Linked DNA regions of Zea mays: all the other regions are linked to region 1. Evidence: chromatin contacts called from public Hi-C data. All regions are on one chromosome and are shown on one strand. Each heading gives the region's core, a stretch centred on a gene start, on an enhancer-like site or on the middle of the called end of the contact. The rest is flanking DNA. Distances are from core to core; before and after follow the strand shown.

What was found. A called contact is a pair of places that touch in the nucleus more often than the background predicts.
Region 2: a contact with region 1 is called in a Hi-C map of leaf, with 3 times the contacts expected there. The contact joins the promoter of LOC100286049 here to the promoter of LOC100282174 in region 1. A contact is called at or near these places in 4 of 25 Hi-C or Micro-C datasets (ear, endosperm and leaf).
Region 3: a Hi-C map of leaf shows a contact between it and region 1, with 8 times the contacts expected there. The contact joins the promoter of LOC100284871 here to the promoter of LOC100282174 in region 1. A contact is called at or near these places in 2 of 25 Hi-C or Micro-C datasets (endosperm and leaf).
Region 4: a Hi-C map of leaf shows a contact between it and region 1, with 5 times the contacts expected there. The contact joins the promoter of LOC100286197 here to the promoter of LOC100282174 in region 1. A contact is called at or near these places in 3 of 25 Hi-C or Micro-C datasets (leaf, seedling and tassel).

What each region holds. Positions count from the first base shown.
Region 1 is chr4:174,310,720-174,313,808 of Zm-B73-REFERENCE-NAM-5.0, reverse strand. It overlaps LOC100282174 (para-hydroxybenzoate--polyprenyltransferase), which reads right to left and starts at 1,362. Exons shown (of 8, transcript NM_001155086.1): 1 at 710-1,362; 2 at 354-489. The coding sequence starts at 1,128.
Region 2 is chr4:173,903,874-173,907,263 of Zm-B73-REFERENCE-NAM-5.0, reverse strand. LOC100286049 (zinc finger C-x8-C-x5-C-x3-H type family protein) reads left to right here and starts at 1,526. Exons shown (of 3, transcript NM_001158937.2): 1 at 1,526-1,889; 2 at 2,340-2,450; 3 at 2,569-3,390. The coding sequence starts at 1,791.
Region 3 is chr4:174,593,465-174,596,589 of Zm-B73-REFERENCE-NAM-5.0, reverse strand. LOC100284871 reads left to right here and starts at 1,400. Exons shown (of 7, transcript NM_001157766.2): 1 at 1,400-1,843; 2 at 1,995-2,076; 3 at 2,546-2,741; 4 at 3,079-3,125. The coding sequence starts at 1,587. It also overlaps a transcript of LOC100286197 not described here.
Region 4 is chr4:174,619,927-174,623,164 of Zm-B73-REFERENCE-NAM-5.0, reverse strand. LOC100286197 reads left to right here and starts at 1,261. Exons shown (of 11, transcript NM_001159085.1): 1 at 1,261-1,376; 2 at 2,185-2,365; 3 at 2,531-2,615. The coding sequence starts at 2,213.

The DNA of each region.
Region 1 (3,089 bases), core at 113-2,612:
CACTAAATCATATGAGGGAGATATTTATATACTACATTTATGTTATAGCGAAGCAAATAAAAGAGTGTGTTATAAGTTGTACATCGGAAAAATAGTATGCAAATCTATAGAATCAATTTTCATTTCTCACCCCATGAATTTGAGATAAGCTTATATGATATTTGAAAAGTGGTGGAATGTCACATCCTAAAAAAATAGCCTATTCCATTAGTAAGATTCCAATTCCTCAAAATGAAAGGAAACAAACGGGACCTAACAGTTTTTTTTTCCATTGATCAACTAATTTTGTGCTTGGTTTAGTTTAAGTGCGAGGCGCCATCAGAAATCAGAACATCAAAAGGAAGCAAAATCACCTTATTATCAATGTCGCGATCCAGAAGATCATTCACCGTGCAACCAGCCCCCCTGAGAAGGACAGCTCCACATCCGAAGAGTGCCAGCATTTTCAAGTCTGGCAAATCCCCTGGCATTGCTGCTATTGTGATCGACCTGTGAAGCAAAGGTCTGATATTTTCTTCAACACAGAACAGCTTTTCAATTTCATCTTTCGTAAAGCAATAGTGAACTTTTCTGTTTTTTTTTTCAGTTAGTTGGAGTGTTGGAAGCATGAACTAATTGAATGAGACACCGTCTCACCTATGCAGTGAGCGAGGCATGACGATGCAGAGTATTCAATCGAGAATCAGCGGAAGAAGAAAGAAAGGCGTACCACATGCAGGGCCAGGCGAGGAGCCAGGTCCCAATGGGTTTGTCGAGGCGGGCGAGCATGGCGTACGGCCGCGCCGCCTCCGGGATCCACTTGTCCACCCACGTGAGCTGCGCCTTGTCCGCGGGTCTGGAAGAGGAGGAGGAGGTGGAGAGCGGTGAGGCGTGCGACCAGTGCCTCGGGAGGAGACCCCTGGCGTGGAGCAGCTCGGGGGCGAGGACGGCCGACGCCGGGAGCGGCGGGCACCGGCGGAGCGCGATGACGTGACGCCGGTCGGCGTGGGGGTTATTAGGCTCGGGGCGGGTGGAGGCTGGGCTCCGGGGAGACAGCGAGGAGAGGAGAGATGACAGCGCCGGGAGAGGGGTAAGAGCCCCGCGGCCCCGGCGGCGGAGCTCGGATACGGCGGCGCGGAGCAGCGCCATGGGTGGCCTGTCAGTTCAGTTGTGGGGAACGGACGGATTTCCAACGAAGGCCAGTTGAATGTTCTGGTGGCAGGCTTCTCCTGGATGGGGCGGGCGGCGGAGACGGACGGCTTGCCGGCGGAACGGCGGCGGGTGGCGACTGCGATTGCGACGACGGGGCTATGGGCTAGGGCCTATGGAGGGAGGGAGAGGCAAAGGGAGGGCCCGGCCCAAATGTTTATGTCTGTTTCTGATGGGCTTTTTGACCATCAATGAAACATTTGGTTACAAGAGTCCGTCTGGGTTCAGTGGTACGTGAGCAAATATCATCGGAGAAGAAGACGACCCCTGCGACTGCGATGCGAGCAAAACTCTCAGATCAGTGATGTGCAGCTGCCTGCCGATAACTGAGCAAAACTCTCAGATCCATGGAGTATGCTGCGTTGTTTTGTTTAGAAGCATTTAGGAAAAGAATCTGCGTGCTCATGTTGTTGCCCAGCAGTCAGCAGAGCAAGATAGGTACTGAAGCTGTATCTTGCTGGCAGCTGAATTATATATTCATTCAATCTACTTCTACCTACTTATGTGTAGTATCTAGTACATGTCTGTACAGGACCACCAAACTGCATACAATCTACATACAATCTACGACAAATATAGGTGACCACTACAGAAATTGGGCCGGGTGGGCCCGGCATGGCCTAAGCCCATCGTGCTTTATATCAAATAAGTTCGAGCTAATAAGACTTAAATTTTTTGAGCTGTTTCCGTGCCCGTCTAAAGAATAGAAACAATGGCCTAACCTGACGCTAAAGCACGTCGTGTCTTTATTGAGCTCCCAACCCATATTTGAACTACATAAATCCAAATATTATAATCACATAAAGTTCATAACTTACTAAATTAAAGCTATCAGACAATGATAGCGTCAATTAACCCATAAAGTACAAATATTACAACAATATAAAGTCTATAGCTCACTAAATTAAAGAAATTAAACAATATAGGTTTTATTAGACCGTGCCGGTCCAAGCCCAGCCTATGTGTGCGGGCCGTGCCAGGGGCTGACGAACCAGGATTTGAGGCCCGGTCGAGGTCCGCCTTTGGGTCGTGCCAGCCTGATCTATGTTATTTCGTGCCGGGCCATGCTTTGAGTTCCTATTTTTAGACGTGCTTGGTGCTGGCCTAAAAAGCTCGACCCATATTTTCAGCACTAACCACATGGACCGGGCTATATGGCCGGCACGAGGCACGACCATTTTGACACAGTATGATAGTAACCATGCCCAAGCAGACATGGGCCTCGTTATGGGTTGTGCTTGGGCTTAGGTACAAGCCTATCGGGCGACACGGGCACAACCCATTTACTGTCGACTCATTTAGCACAATGCTAGACACGTGTCACACCCGGTTTTGGAAGGCAAACCGAATACGAACTATGTACGTGCCAGGATCAGAAATTCGCGTACACAACGATTACATAGTTGGACATCATCACACATTGCTCAAAATAATAGCGGAAATAGTATTTTATTACATCGAGATGTCCAAGACATCCACAGAGTCATTAACTTAAGTCATAATCAAAGTGTTGAACGAAACGTAGTACGATAAGACCTTTACAAGCAGCTGACTGGGGGTTTGCCACTAAACACAACTAGAACTCGCCAAAGTCCTGAAACTCCTGAAAGTCCTCCATGTTGCCTTCATCTTCTCCTAAGCATTGGTTGTAATGGGAACAACCTGGGGTTGGGTATTTTTAAAGCAAGGGTGAGTATACATCAACGTACTTAACAAATGTTCCGTTTGGCTAAAGTGGACTAGCTGTATGTGGAGTTAAGCTTAAAGTAGTTGCTTTTAGTTGGTCGGATATTTATTACTAGTAGAAAGCCAAATTTAATAATAAACCAAAGTTATTAACCCAAATAGTACTCCCTCCAAGAGGAAATACCAAATACCATAAAGATAGTCATCATCGTTAA
Region 2 (3,390 bases), core at 277-2,776, 410 kb after region 1:
AAGGGAGAGGGTGCCCCTGCTACAAGTACTTCCTTTTGGACTCCTTTTTCACGATTTCACACTTTGACTTTCCTGCTCTCACACTCTCATAATCATCTTCGTGCTCGACACCTAGTCATTTCCCAGCAATAAAAACCACCCAAAAGAGGACGTAGGGTATTACGCTCCGGCAACACAAACCCCTCTACATCTGTTGTTTCCCTTGCGGTGTCCACGTGTTCAACGTGTTCTCTCTTGAATTATCCGGATAGGGCCCAACCGGTCACCAGTGTTGATATCGCAACAACGCTAAACCCTTGTAGAACCTAAACGGGGTGGGGGTACTTTCTTGTATCCCTAACGGTTAGATGACGACAACTGGTGTGCCAGATAGGGACCACATTTGGCATGTTGATGTAGCATCTCCATGGCCAACCGTGAGTCTGAGTCTATTAGCGATGACCACGGTAACCACTCCGACATCGCATCTCACAACCACGATCAACATCCTCGCCAAGTTTGCACTCCCGCATCCATCAGTCTGCTTTGGTGGTCCCATCTCTTCTACCTTTGCCCTGATGGAGCAGGAGCACTACCCCTAGTTGGGGGAGCACCATCCATGCATGACAACGTCCCCATGACATGCCTTCACAACAGTTGGGCGCCTCTAATGCCCAGAACTCCGGTGGCCCAATGCCAAGCTAAAAGGGGAAGCATTGAGTTGCCTCTTCAGTAGCAAGGGTAGGTCTGTCCTGCTTACTCCACGACGATCGTCGTCCCCTTGACTTTAGGTAGCCCCAACAATTGCCCAAACGCTACTCTACAACCCCTAGGCCCAATCGTGGGTCCGGAGGCCAAGCAATAGTGTTGATCTGACATCGCTAATTTCATTGTCGTTGCACAAGATGCCCTCGGGCAACACACTACACTCCTCCGACATTCCGCGCCCAGATCGCTAGGTCGAGGGTGCCCCATGGGGGCATCTTGACCTTGCGTAGGTCAAGGTGAGGCTTGGAACTAGATAGGGTGACTAACGCTGACAAGGATCTCGACTTCTAGGAGGCCTTTTTCGTTGTGGCCGTCATCTTCAGAAGGTATAGCTGATTTGGCCTCCAGGCAGGCTGTCAAAACTCGGCGCCGTGATATCACCGCCGTCGCACCAAAGCCACAAGGGTCCAATCCCCTCAGGGCTTGGTTAGGGGGAAATGAAGATGATTGGAGGAGATTAAATTCCTTTGTAGTCAAAATTTAAATAGGAGATTTAATCCCCTTGCAACTGAACATGCCTTCAAGTAGACTTTCACCCTCCCCCGACAATATTGGCGGGGCCGTCATCTATGATCTACTACGGTGACGATGCAATTTACTGATGGATTGTCAACACTTATGATCTATTAGTACTCTGAATGTTTCATGGACCATAATCTATGAAAGTTTGAATAAGAGATTGAATCTTTATTATCGACGTATATCCAACACATATCCCATCATAACGAAAGTTATTTATTAGTCCAAAGTGTCACTGAATCAGGCATCAACCAGACCACACAAGACGACACGGCACTGTTGAGCAGAGACTAGAGTGAGAGAGTAGCAGCCGGTGCAGGGCTGGCTTGGCAGATTGGGATCCCCTCCCCTCCCTCCTCCCACCCCCTTGCCTTGAGCTGGGGGTTCGTTCAGGAAGCTGATCTGAGAGCTCGCGACCGCAACCACAACCAACCCAAAAAGCTGCAGCAGATCCATCCTTCTCACCCGAAACAATCGATCCCCTCTTATAGACTTCGCCTGCCTCCAACCCTTAATCTTCAGCTATGGATTCAGCCGCCGCGCGACCCGACGAGGAGGAGGCGCGCCGCCGCCGGAGCACCGACTGCATCTACTTCCTCGCCTCCCCGTTGACCTGCAAAAAGGTACCACCTACTCCTGCTACTTCCCCAGGCCTAGCCCCTTCTATCTTCTCTTAATTCTTCTGCGATAACATGTTGCTCGCTCCCTTGAATTATAGAAGATGCGCCACAGCATCTCTCTTCGCCTCCTCCTCCAGGACCAGATGCATGCCATGTTCGCCACCTAGCATACCCTAGCCTTCGATCTGGATCCCCACCTTACTTTCCTTGTTCCTTTCGGAATCTCATGCTATAGATCTCTTTAAGCAGTTCGTCGCAGGCATCGCATGCGTACGTAGTTCCTTTCAACGCTCCGCTGCCATCGCCACCTGCATCATTTCCAGATCCATAGCCATGGCAGACACTTCAATTTTTGTAACTCCTAGCCTACCCTAGTAGTACTTGTTAGTTGAGCTTGAGTTGGACTCACCTCGCTTACATACCTGCATCACTCACATGTTGTCTTGCATGCAGGGAAGTGAATGCGAGTACCGTCATAGCGATGCTGCGAGGATGAATCCCAGGGACTGCTGGTATTGGTTCCATGGCAACTGCGCAAATCCTAAATGCTCCTTTAGGCACCCGGTGCGTCCTCCGTCCATCCTCCGCTCTCTTCAATGCAAACACAAATGCCATGATTGCTTATTACGTAACACAAGCATGACGATGCTTCACTCTGCTTCTATCTTCTTTTTTCCCCCAGCCATTAGACAACATGGCCGGAGCACCAACGACTCCACGTCCAGCTCAACAGTCTGTACCCCATCAAGCTTCAGCTTCTGTTCCAGCTCAGCCCCAGGGATCTGTTCCTGCCACTGCCAAGCAGGGTGTTCCATGCTATTACTTTCAGAAGGGCATGTGCACGAAAGGGGACAGGTGTGCCTTTCTGCATGCGCCCCGGTCTGCTGGAAACCCTGCTCCACAGCCTCCGGCCAAGGTCTTCACCACCCCTGCCTTGCAGCCTAATCTCCATCCACCGTTGAACAACTCGTGGACAAAACCCAACTTGAGTGCTCCTGCAGTAGCCGTAGTTGACAAGCCAAAGGCCAGCACTTATCATGATGGTAAACCGCTTCATCACAAGGAAAATCTGACGAGTAGGACCGAAAACCCATCAAGAGTAGTTTATCAGAATCACAGTAGTTCTTATGCACAGCCCGGTGCACCAAAGCGTTACCAGCCTCAGCCTTCAGCCCGAGATGGCTTAACCGACAATGGTATGGAGGCTGGCGAATTTGCGAGAGAACCATCCGCCGGTTCTTGTGTAACTGCCGGTTTTAATGGTGCTGGAGGGATGACGAGGCAAACACATGGTGGCTATGAACCAGAAAGGTCATACAGAAATTCAGCAGAGAGGTCTTCGTCAGAGAAAAGGATTCCCCAGAGAGAGCATATCCCCTCTGTGGCTGCCGGCAGTTCGGATCTGCGCCATAGGCTACTGAAGCAAAGAAAGTCCAATAATAATTCAAGGTCGGCTGAAGCCCTGGGCAGGCATGATACACATCTTGAGGATGAGCGCAATGAC
Region 3 (3,125 bases), core at 151-2,650, 280 kb before region 1:
GATCCCACTGTGAGTGCGCAGGGACGATCGACTAGCGTATAGAGGACGCAGCTCGTCCGCCACATTTAGCACTTCACCAGCGAACGCTAAAATTTAGAGCACGTTATACCAGACCTTGTTGGAGGTATAAAGGAAGCTGGGACACGATAAATGTAGGATTTAGTACCGTTTACATAACCTTGTTGAAGCTAGCCTGAGGGGTAGTAGTCTTGGTGCTCTGGCTTGTGGCTTCCGCCATGAGGGCTGGTTACCTGCCTCGACAGGTGGTTGGGTTAGGTTAGGCTCTCTAGCGTCTTGCGTAAACTGGTATCCCCAGCTGAGTGTGCGTGTGTTTTTGGTTGTATTTGAACTCTATATGCTTTCCTAAAAGCAGAGAAAGTTTCTCGTTAAAAAAAAGAATGGCCTAAGTAGATGATCATAAATTTTACTACCTTCATTTTTTATTTTATTTAACGCTGAATAGTTTAATTTTGTTCAATTTTATATCAAGAAACATCAAATATAAAAAAATCGGAGGTAGTACCTTTCTATCACACACTGCAACGAAAGATTTGACGTAGTCGATCAAGCAGCACAGCTCAGTGTTGCTAGCTCGAGTGCGGCAACAAGCAACACAGCTGTTTAGACTCTCTCCAGCAGGCACAGTAAAACGTACGTCCTGTACTCTAAAATTTTAGAGGAGATTCTCGTTATATCCAGTGGTGTTCTCTAAATTTAAATTAGAAGACAGTGCTACATCCTTTGTATATAAAGTTTCTCTTTACTTTTCTCTATCCATTTAATATTTTAAATAACACATTTAGTAAAACTAAACTATATATAATATACTTGAGAGTATAACATATAACAAATACATACGTACAAAATTAAAAATAAAATATATCTCTAATTTATGTATTTACGTATAGAGAACGAGATATAACAAGATATAACAAATATATACGTATAAAAATTAAAAATAAAATATATCTTTAATTTATGTATTTACGTATAGAGGAAGAGATATATAGGATGTTGAAAAGGATGTAGATATAGAAGAGAGATTTTTTTTAGAGGAGAACGCGAAGAACTAATATAGAGATGAATATGAATTATGGAGATGGGAATGTATCCTGTGTTTATGGAGCTCTTGTGCTCATATGAGCATTTTAAATCTGATGCATTCATTTTTTATTCAGGGGTGAGTGTAGTAGTGACACATAGAAGAGACATGCCGGGCGCGGCACAACAAAGGTGGTCAAAAGTGATTGTATGAGCACATAAGCTCCGTGACCACGGGATACGTTACAGGTGGAGACAGTCGTCCCGCAGTCAACAGTCACCACCTGAACTGAACCTGATGCGGAGGCGGTGGTGCGGCGGCCCCCGGTTTTGGCATTGGGCAGGCACGGACGGAGACAAATCCGCGGCACGGACGGAGAGACGGCTGCACCGCCCCACACCCACCCTTTTCCGCGCCCGCGAAGAAAACGAAGGCAGTGGAACCCGAAGCGGAGGGGCCAGAAAGCGACCCGACCGTCTCTCCGCTCCCTCCCTCCCCCACACCACCCACCTGTGATCTCCCGCGCGGGAGATCCGCCCGCCCCATGGCGCCGTCGCGCCCGCTCATGCGGGGGATCCGCCCGCCGCGCGTCTTCCCGACCCGCGGCGGCCGCGCCTCGCCGTACGCTGTCGCCCTCACGGCCCTGCTCCTCGTCTCCGCCGCCCTCCTCGCGCTCATCGCCTTCGGCGTCTTCTCGCTCCCCGTGTCAGCGCCGAACGCCGCCGCCACCACCACAGCCGGAGGGGAGACCGAATCCGCCGACACCCGCCCCGCGCGCCCCCGCGCCCGCCGGGACCTGGGGTGAGTCACGACTGATGTGATCCTTACTCCGTCACGTCTCGGGCCCTCGCATTTCCTTCCCCGCCTGCTGTCGCTCCTTCAGATTTGGCTCCATCCGCTGCTGATCCTGATCGTCGCTGCTGCTGTTGGTTGGTTGGTTGGTTGCGAGCAGGGAGGGGCTGGGAGAGCGCGGCGCGCAGTGGACCGAGGTCATCTCGTGGGAGCCAAGGGCATTCGTCTACCACAACTTCCTGGTAAGCAATGCCACCACCGCGGTCTCTCTGTCTGTGCCTGCTTGCTCTTCTGTTTGATGTTCTTCGCGTCATCTGGTTCTCATGACCAGGTTGGATAGAATCATGAGTTGTGTGGTAGTACAGTTGGATCTGGGAACAGAATAATTATGACTTCACTATGAACTTAGCAATTGTGTGTACTGCATTCCAGTTTTATTGTGAGTACACTTGACTTAATAAATACCGTGTTTAGGTTGACCTGCTTGGTTATGCAATTCCATTTGTACAGTTTATTTAGGAAAAAGATCTTAGATGTTATGTATGTGTTCAATTGTTTGCATACTGTACCATCTATGTAGTCGCTATTTATTAACTGCTTCTCCTCACCCCCACCCCCCAACATGGAACCTTTTAATAACTTTTAGTTCATAACCGGATGTCAATGATTCTCTGACTAAGCTGATTGCTGATACTTTGTTCTTTTCCTTAGTCTAAGGAAGAGTGTGAATACCTAATTGGATTGGCCAAGCCTCACATGGTAAAATCAACAGTTGTCGACAGCACTACTGGTAAAAGCAAGGACAGCAGGGTCCGGACAAGTTCGGGCATGTTTCTTCAAAGAGGAAGGGACAAGGTTATTCGAGTAATTGAAAAGAGGATTGCAGACTATACCTTCATACCTGTAGGTGTGTGATTTTTATGATGTCTAGTGTACAGCTATATTCTTCATGAGCAAGCTCTGTGCTTAGCGTGATCTTAAAAACGATAAATTAGAACTGAGGTGTACGCAGAATTATCGCCCACATAGCACATACCGCAATTTGATTGTTATATGTGTCTTCTTAGTTGTTTGTTAGGAATAACACTACACTCAATGACACGAAACTGAGTTCTGCCAGCATGTTACCATCATGAAATGCAGTCTATCTATGTATCTCCCAACTCATTCTTTCTTTTTTTTCTTTTGATCATTTGGAGGATGTACTATGCTGTTGAATCATATTAATTCATGCTGCCTTACAGATCATGGAGAGGGACTCCAAGTACTGCATTATGAAGTCGGGCAGAAG
Region 4 (3,238 bases), core at 12-2,511, 310 kb before region 1:
GGACCATACAACCACTCTTTGAAACGACACTTACGCCACCCGTATGGCTGCAAGAGAAAAAATTAGTAATTTATTGTAAATAAAAACTAGTTCATACATTTAGCGTATCAATGGGCTCACATAATCAATGTTCGGGCAACAGAACTGCTTGTCATAGTCTTCGTCGATGACAGCACGGTCTCCACAATCGCATCGAGGCGGTGAGTCCATCCGTCTTTCTGTTGCTACCTCCTTCTCCGCATCCGTCATTGGTGGAGGATTCGGGGGAGGAGGTACCCAACGCTTAAAACGCTCATGACTGGTCTTTCCACTCAACCAATTAACGAAAAGAAGATATCGAGGGTCAAATTTATCAGGACCATCGATCCACTGGAAAAAGAAACACTTCTGATGTCCCTAAAATAATGGAAAGATGCACTATTACATATCTACAAAATAATGAACGCGAACAAAATTAAGTGATAAGTCATAAGCTACGTACGTCCAAAGTGCCACAAAGGTAGTAGCAGCGAGCAGCCGTGTCTGGATGTTGTGATTGATGTACCCAAGCCAGTCTGCCACAGTCACAGTTAGGCACGGGGAGTTCAGGAGGAACAGGAGCATCCTTACTAGATACGTCCGGATATAACTCCCGAGGACGACATCTCTTCTGCCACAACGCCTCTCGGTCCATGTCTTTCATCTAATAAACGATTATAATTATCACTTATACCTATTATGCTTTATAATAAGTTTACACAAACTAATAATCGAAATGATAATATAATAGATGTATACAAATTATTAAACTAACAACCTAATATACAAAAGGAATCAGTTGGAAATCATACCTTGGTCTACGAAGTGAACCAACTCAAATCTTTGAATCCAGGAAATTTTGACGAAGTTTGGAAATGGGATGAAATGAGCTGGTCTCGGCCAGCCGCGCGGGCGTTTTTATAGGAATTCGTAGCTCGGCGCCAAGATCTGTGGCGCCGAGCTACGAGGCCGCGCCGCCGCCACGTCAGAGCCAGATCAGCCCTGGACGCAACTAGCCGTTGCGGCCACGTCACAGCTCGGCGCCATAGGCTGTGGCGCCGAGCTGTGTAAGCTCGGCGCCACAGGCTATGGAACTACATTTAAAATTTTTTTAGGTCTAAACATGATTTTACTTCTGTTTAAGGGCTAAAATACAAAAAAAATTCGGGTGGCCCGGCCACCCCAGCAGGCTTGGGCCGTGGTCTGCTACTCTGCTCGCCCTCTCGCCTCACTTCCACTCTCACCCACCACCGCCTTTCTCCTTCCCCCGCGCCGATCACGCCACGGCGGCCACGCCATAGGGCTAGGGTCGGAGATCCGCTCGCCCGGTGATCGATTCGCACCTCCTCCTCTACCCGGTAAGGAACACACACCCTGGCTGGCACGTAGAACCCCAGCCCCTGCACTCGTGCTGAGATTCGATTCGACTGCTGTAGCAGTTTGCTCCCGCGAGCTTTTCTCGCCGCCAAACTTTGCTCCGCCGCCCTGCATTCGGTGGCATCTACGGTTTGCGGGACGCGTTAGCTATGCTTGTGTGGGTGGATTCGCGGTGGCTATTGATTGACGTTCTATACCAATTTAGCAGTAGTTAGTTAGCAGTTCGTAGTCGTAGAACACACATCGACCGCCTTCCGGCTTTCCTGGGCTTCTTCCAGCCAGTTAGCAGCGTTGGGGCTTTACTCAACTTGAATACTTGATTGCATAGCAGTAGCGGCCTAGCTCACTGAGCCATATGAGACCGGGTTGCCCCACACATCAGCATGCTGCACTGAGTCTGAATTGCTCAGGATCCAAAGCCCTGGTCTCGCGCTTTCCACCAAAATCCCCATCAAGTTGTCGAATATGGATCCGGGATTGACAGATCCTTCTAGACACGCTTCTCCTGCTGCGACTATTTGGTGTGTGGCTGTGTGAGGTGCCCGGTGCAGCTGCACGCAGGAGCTGCCTAGATTGGGGGCACTGTGCCATTGAGGCAAGTCGTGCTGCTATGTTTTTTTTTGGTTAGCCCTTTGCTACTACTTTGTAGTGGTTACTGTGTACCCCCATAGGTTCTGGGCTCTTTTCTTTGCTAAATAAATGTGCACAACCATGCCCCTTTTTTCACTTGTGATTTGTTGGCACCTGATATAGTTCTGTGGAGATGTCTAATAGTTACTTCTTCACCAGGATTTGGAGGTTAGAGTAATGAAATAAAATGCTGCTCAAAAGCAAGTTTAAGTTGGCCACAACCATTGGCATCGTGCTGTCGATGCTATCGCTGCTCGTGCACCTTTTTATTGCTAATTATTCAGCTGGGGGCATTACAAATTACAGCATGCACATGGACGATATCCTTCCATTTGGACTGGTAATTCACATGCTCTGACCATGTCAAAATATCGAATTCTCAGCTTTCCTTAGTTTTATAATGAAGGAAGCTGTGTTTACTGAGGTTACGTTGGACACCTATTTTCATTGCAATTGTCGATTATATGTCTAAAATCTTCATCTATGCTTCCTTTTTTTTTGGCAGAGGCCTCGACCACGGAGGCTGTGGGGTCCATTGGTCCCACTCGATCACTTGCATCCTTTTGCGAAACCTAGCAAACCATATGCTGGTAAATTGATCTTAAACTTGCACCTACTTTATTAGTACTTTTAGTGTGACATCTTTTGTTCAACTAGTCGTTTGGTTACTTTAGACACAGAGTGAAAAACTATAGGCGCATTTGTATTTCTTTTTGAACAAACCATTTGTGTATAAGAAATGTCTCAAAAGATACATGCATATAGTAGTGATATGCATTTCTTTTGTATGTGCAGTGATCATTTTTCTACAAGTTTGCATATTCTATGACGTGGTTTATTGATTGGTAGATGAGATAGCAAATAGATCTGCGACTCGCCCTCCCTTGGAGGCTCTGACTCTGAGCTGCACTTCTTTGATCTATTTTCTGCTTAATCTCTACTGATACAAGGGTGTCCCTTTTATAGAGACAACTTGACCCCTAAGCAAATATCCTAACCGAATCTATCTTATCTCTAAACTCTACCCTAATCTTACCTCTAACTCACTCTATCCTAATGGATCTGCTCAGTCCAATAGGCCCAGCCCATCTGCCCCCATCAACTGCCCATAACATTCTATCATGCTATCTGTTTTTTATTTTTTTCCAACATGTTTTTGACATGTATAAATATCAGTGCTCAGACTAAAATGGGCACAAACGCACCCAGATGC